Regions from separate parts of the Mus musculus genome. Here region 2 is linked to region 1. Evidence: chromatin contacts called from public Hi-C data. All regions are on one chromosome and are shown on one strand. Each heading gives the region's core, a stretch centred on a gene start, on an enhancer-like site or on the middle of the called end of the contact. The rest is flanking DNA. Distances are from core to core; before and after follow the strand shown. Region 1 overlaps Rps6ka5 (ribosomal protein S6 kinase, polypeptide 5). Region 2 holds the start of A630072L19Rik (a long non-coding RNA gene).

The links. A called contact is a pair of places that touch in the nucleus more often than the background predicts.
Region 2: a contact with region 1 is called in a Hi-C map of Sertoli cells, with 2.2 times the contacts expected there. The contact joins the promoter of A630072L19Rik here to the enhancer-like site in region 1. A contact is called at or near these places in 3 of 484 Hi-C or Micro-C datasets (Sertoli cells, Th1 cells and cardiomyocytes), 1 of 115 datasets of contacts at active chromatin or transcription factors (memory CD8 T cells) and 1 of 9 other capture datasets (liver).

Annotation. Positions count from the first base shown.
Region 1 is chr12:100,638,487-100,641,280 of GRCm38.p6, forward strand. All of the region lies in intron 3 of Rps6ka5 (ribosomal protein S6 kinase, polypeptide 5), which reads right to left. Among named protein-coding and RNA genes, the nearest start is that of Rps6ka5, 85 kb to the right of the region's middle. Within about 2 kb of position 1,350, at least 117 of the 459 cell types and tissues checked have an H3K27ac peak or open chromatin away from gene starts, as enhancers often do. A contact at or near this core is called in Sertoli cells, Th1 cells and memory CD8 T cells, where this site is marked.
Region 2 is chr12:100,936,487-100,939,406 of GRCm38.p6, forward strand. A630072L19Rik (a long non-coding RNA gene) reads left to right here and starts at 1,618. Exons shown (of 5, transcript XR_003950128.1): 1 at 1,618-2,165; 2 at 2,265-2,920. Ccdc88c (coiled-coil domain containing 88C) reads right to left here. Exons shown (of 30, transcript NM_026681.5): 19 at 2,511-2,672; 20 at 1,344-1,621.

The DNA of each region.
Region 1 (2,794 bases), core at 100-2,599:
CCAAAGATAAACTCTGAGCTACAGTGCTAATCAACCTGGCTGTTGCAATACTGGCATAATGCCATGGGGGCAACATGCTACCTTCTGGTAGATGGAGAAGCCTACCCCACAGGACAGTACTCTCGTCTAGGACTGTAAGCCCAGCCGCAAAACCAATGTATGAATGCCATAGTCCAAAGGGGAGAACTTACTATTATTATTTTGCTAAACAAATATAGTAAGAACTGCCTTTTATAGACTTATCTTTGTACTCATAGATGAGTGCAGCCTTCAGCAGAGGCCCTTTTTGTGGTGGTTAAAATACTAGGATTCATAACTGGTTAAAAGTATGGAGAATAAGTGACTATGGAGTGCTCAGCTGTTAAAGGAAGTGCATATCACATATACACAAACCCTCAATATTAAACGAACACCATAGAAGGGGCAAAAAGAATTTAAGAGCCATATTGGGGAAAGCTGATGTAAAACATCTTCTGAACAGGACATGCCTTCTATATAAACTCACTGCAGCTGAGGTTCCCTGTACAAGATCAGAATCATCAAACTTTCATCGAAGAAGGAGGAAGAGTTTATGAGGCCTCACACCTCCCGGAAGGATTACAAAGTTAACAGTGGCTGGAGGAAGGAGTGTCACTCTTTGGTGGTCTAAAGCTGCCTAGTGAGTGACTAGGCAGGCTCATGCAGAAGTCCTGCTCAGGTACATGGGTAACATGCCTAGGGAGACAAGACTGTAGGAAGGGGGCTTCCTGGGAAGAAGAAGGATTCAGTGAAGCAGCTGGGAAAGTAAAGCAATGGGGGAGAGTAACTAAAATTCAGTGTACACCTTAGAAACTGTCAACATCCACAACAAACCCTTCAAAACAAGTAAGTAACCACAGTCTACAGGCTTATTCTGAAAAACAGATAAATCAAACTTTTCCAGGGTTTATTAAACAGAACCACCACTGCAAATAAAGTCTCTTGCTGTGAATAACAAACATATAGTATTTATCCACTTGGTATATTTCAAAACTAAAAGGTCCGATTCTGCCGTATTTGTAACAACCTTTTCTCTGGAATTGCCTGTCCTGCTTGTGCAGGAGCCGTATTAGCCTCTGTACGCTTCCATTTTAATGTGTGTGCTGCTGAAGCAAGGACCCTCCTGGCGCTCTTACTCTCCCTGACGAGAAGCCCTTGTTGGAGCAAAGGGGGTAACTCTCTCTGATGAAAGGGAGCTGACATCTTTCTTTGGTAGAGCACACTCACAGGTTTCCGTTTGTACACACTACCTAATGTTGAGTACTGCTGGACTACAGAACGGCTCCAGTGCAGTTTCCACTGAGGATGCAGTGCAAGAGCCACAGGTGGAGCCCACGAGCTGCTTCGGAGCTGGCGTGCTCACAGCTTCTACAAGCCTACTTGTGGGAGGGCAAGCACAGAGCTGACAGGCAAACTACAACCTCCTGCTTTCAAGGAAAGTCTCTCTTCTGCTTTCAGTCTCCAGTCCCACTTGCTTTCCTTTCTGTTTCTAGTTTTGTATGCCCACTCTTCATATGATGACACCTTGCAGCTCGTCAAACCCGCCACAGGGAGCCTTCTCTTGTGAATCAGCTGTATTTACTTAAAAGAAGGAATGTCTGACAGCAGTTCCTGTCTGTTCTGTGACATCTGCTACTACAATGCACAATGAACCATTGTTACCATCTCATCAAGCATCAACACCTTTGCAATTTCTGAGATAAAACTAGGACTCAAACATGAACTTCAATATCTAAAACATCTAGCTCCTATTGAAAAGGATGACACATCAGGACAAAACTGTCTACAAGACTGAGGTAGCATTTGTTAAAAATGTTCTAAATACACTTGGAATTAGCTTCTTTTATGTCTGATGAATCCCACTGATTAACCTGACTGATTATTAAAGTCAAAGATCAGCCAGTGTTTTGAAAAATCACCATTTTCAGAGACTATTAGAAGAAAAAACTGTTTTGTACAGATTATTTTCCACATAGAATTTCGACTTCTGTTGAAATAATGAGCTCCAAAAACCAGAAAATAGATGAAAATGTTTTTATATTTCTTGTATCAGAACATAGGTAGAAGGAAACTTATATAAAAAAAAGTTAAGCTATTCATATTATAAAATTTGGAAAAGCTGCAAGAAATACAAAAGGGGGAAAACATCAAATATATATGATGTCATATAGTTAAGATAAGACAAAGGAACATAAGAAGCTATAGAACAACATTTTATAGAAAAATGTGACTTAACTGAACTGGAGACTTGACTCAGTCAGTAAATGGCTTGCTCTCTAAGTGTGAAGACTTGAGTTTAATCCCCAGAACCCATGAAAAGAGTCAGATATGGAGGCACACAACTGTACTCCTAGAGCTGGGGAAGTTCAAAACAAGAGAATCCATATGGACCCTATTAAATCCCCAAGCTAGCCTAACTGATGAGATCCAGGTGCAGAGAAAGACCCTTTCTGAAAGATAAGGTGAAGATAGATTGTAGACGACATCTAATGTTAACAACCTCTGACTTCCACATGTGCATGTACACACACACACACACACACACACACACACACACACACACACACACACACCTTTCAACGGGCGAGTTTAGAGCAAGGGGCAGTAAATAATAACTCAGAGGGCAAATCTAGTCCACTACCAATTTATAATTAAGATCTTGCTGGAACTGTACTATATTTGTTTACTACAATCTATGGTCAAAAAGACTTGAAAGCCTGCAAGCTTAAAATAGTTACCATCTGGCCCTATACTGGTCAGAAAAAAGTACTGCCTA
Region 2 (2,920 bases), core at 368-2,867, 300 kb after region 1:
CCTGGATCATCTCACTGGAGCCCCAAGTAGGAAAGTCACTTAATGGCCAAAGTGCAGAGGTGGCCCCATCATGGTGGGGGATGAGATGAGAGAACCGTCGGGCTTCCACCTAAGTTAGTGATTGTGGGGGAATCATGGAGGTTGACAAATAAAGGCCACAGACTGACCAGCAGGGCTGCCTGCCTAATCCCTGCTCCCCGTGTGGCACTTCAGCAGGGCACACTCAGCCCACAGGCTTTTGGGGTCTGGCTTACTACCACTGAGCCTTTGACAAGACAGTAAGTTTATGGCAGGAGTCCAGTTAGGTAGCAGATGAGAACTCAGACTTTACTCAGTGCTGTGTGACAGACACTCACAGCCCAGTGCACAGACGGAAGGAGCCTCCAGCTATGTCCAGCCAAGGACACTAAGTAGCTGACAAGACAGGACTTTGGACCCTCAGTATGTGCGCTCAGGGATCTAGAACCCTCGGTGCATGGGCAGGAGCTCAGCCAACAGTGGGTGAATCAACGACACAGGAGCTCAGCCAACAGTGAGTGAATCAAGGACACACATCCCAGGACCTGGGATGCTATGGTGAAAAGTTAGCACATAGTATTTTTCAACATATGCAAAGTATACCTTTAAAAAAAAAAGAAAGAAAAGCACCTGGTGTGGATTAAAGGATGAAGGTAGTGTGGGCATCTGGGGGGGGCAGCTGAGGGCTCAGCTCCCTCCCTCCCTCTCTCGACCTTCCAACTGTGCTGAGATCAGAGGTGTGGGGTTACTCTGTGTTTTGTTGTACACGTTAAATACTTAACATAATGGGAGGATTTGGGTTGGTCCCCCCGCCCCGCCCCCTCCTTTAAGCAAGCATTCTAGCCTCAGACTTGGAAAAGGGATTCTGAAGTGTGGATAAACACAACCCTGCACAATGGTAGCCAGAATTTTCCCAAGGGTGTAGGTCAGACGGAGGAGGAAGGAGAAAGCATTCTTAGAGAATAGGTCTCCAAGTGTCTACACTGGGCCACCCAGAACCAGCGTGGGCCATGGCACTCCTTGGCCCCAGTGTCCCCTGCCACAATCCCCAGCTGGACAAACAAAAAGGAAGCAGAAGTTGCTAAAGGCTCTATTTCCTTCCCTTGAGAAAGCTCAGGTGCAAGCAACAATGCAGAGCAGCCTGCCAAGAGGAAATGTGGGGGAGAGACGAGATGCACTTGGCCCTTAGGAAAGTACCACAAGCTCTGTGACAGCCTAAGGGGCTCAACACAGCAGCTGCCTCCACCACAGGCCGTCTCCCCACACCAGCCTGCCTGTCCCCAGCCTCGGCCTCCCTTGCCTCCAGGCCCCCCCCCACCTCTCACCTCTCCCCCAGCTCCTTGTGCTCCAGCTCCAGGTTCCTGTGCAGCGTCTTCAGGCAGCTGTGCTGGCGGATGAGGGCCTCATACTCTGAGGACTGGCACTCGTACAGGGTGCCCAGGTGCTTGTGGTCCTGCAGCAGGGCTTCATAGACGGCTGCCAGCTGCTCCTGCTGCTGCTGCAGACCCTCGTGCTCGGCCTCCTTGGCAGCCTGCTGGCTCTGCAACACCGTGTACTGTGCACTGAGCGCTGCGTTCTGGGAACTCAGTGTGGAATTCTCCACCTGGAGGGAGAGCAGAGAGCCCTGCGAGTGATCAGGCCGAGGATGACCAGCAACAGCCAGCCTCAGAGGGACCTCAAGGCAGGCCAGCCGGGGACAGTGCTACCGGAACTTGAGGACTTGGCTTAGGAAGTGGGGCCAACATGGCAAAACGCTGGCTGCGAGAAGGATATCATCCTGAGCCAACTCCAGAAATCATGTCCTCCGTCTACGTGAGCCCCTTGCATGTCATTACTGATTATTTTTAAAGCCTATTTTCTTGAGTACCAGATAATACTGTCAACCAATTGATTTTTACATATTTATTTTTGTGCTGTTGGGGCCTGAACCAAGGACCTTGTGTACATGCTAAGCACTTTTATTAACGGGCCACATCTGACCACCTGAGTTTTTAAAGTATTCTAACACAACCCCAAGACATTAAAAACTGAACAGGGGCCAGAACTGCTCTTATATTAAAACCAGACAAAGACTTTTTCCAAAACAAAGTAACAAACCAACATCCTATTTTCTTATTTTAACAAAACAAACCCAACTTCTCTGCCAAGTAAGTTTCCTGTTTATTGTCTCTGCCCCATATGTAACTTTCCAACTTTTCCCAGAAATTACATTAATGAATAATTTTTCATTTCCCCATCACCTATAGACCACAGGATAAGCAGACTGAGGGGCTGGCCCTGCTGGCTGCTTCCAGCAGAGGGAAGCCAGGTCACAGCCTCATTTGCCCTCTATCAGCATAATACAGGTATACTGCACAGAAACTGTTCCACCAAGCTTAAAAAGAGACTGTATACATCTACGGTATACAGTAAGCCTCTTAGCAACCAGCCTGTCTCCAGGTCCCCCTGCCTGGCCTTGCAGCTCCCACGAGGCACCATTAGCGTCCTGCTACCTGCAGCTTCGCAGTCTGGGTCTGCAGCGTGGTGGTGTGCTCTTGCAGGAAGGCGCTCTGCTTCTGTAGGGTCAGGATCTGGCTGCTGAAGGACACGTTCTGAGTCTCCAAGTGCTGTAGTTGCTCCTTCAGCAGCTGCCTCTCGGCCTGAAGAGCTGCGTTCTAGGGGAGAAGCACGCGCCAGTTACACACAGCATGGTGAGCATAGGGCCTGGGGTTTTACTGAACCTTCAAGGGCAGAGGTAGCTGGGGGTCTTCAGGTACGGGAAGTTAATAGTTTCTGTCTTGGAAAAGGACAATGAATAGAATTTACAGAGACAATATAGGGACTACTGCCTGGGCCCTGGGGCATACAGGCACGAATGCCACTTACATGAGTCCCTTTGTTTCCTTTGGTGTGGAATACCCCA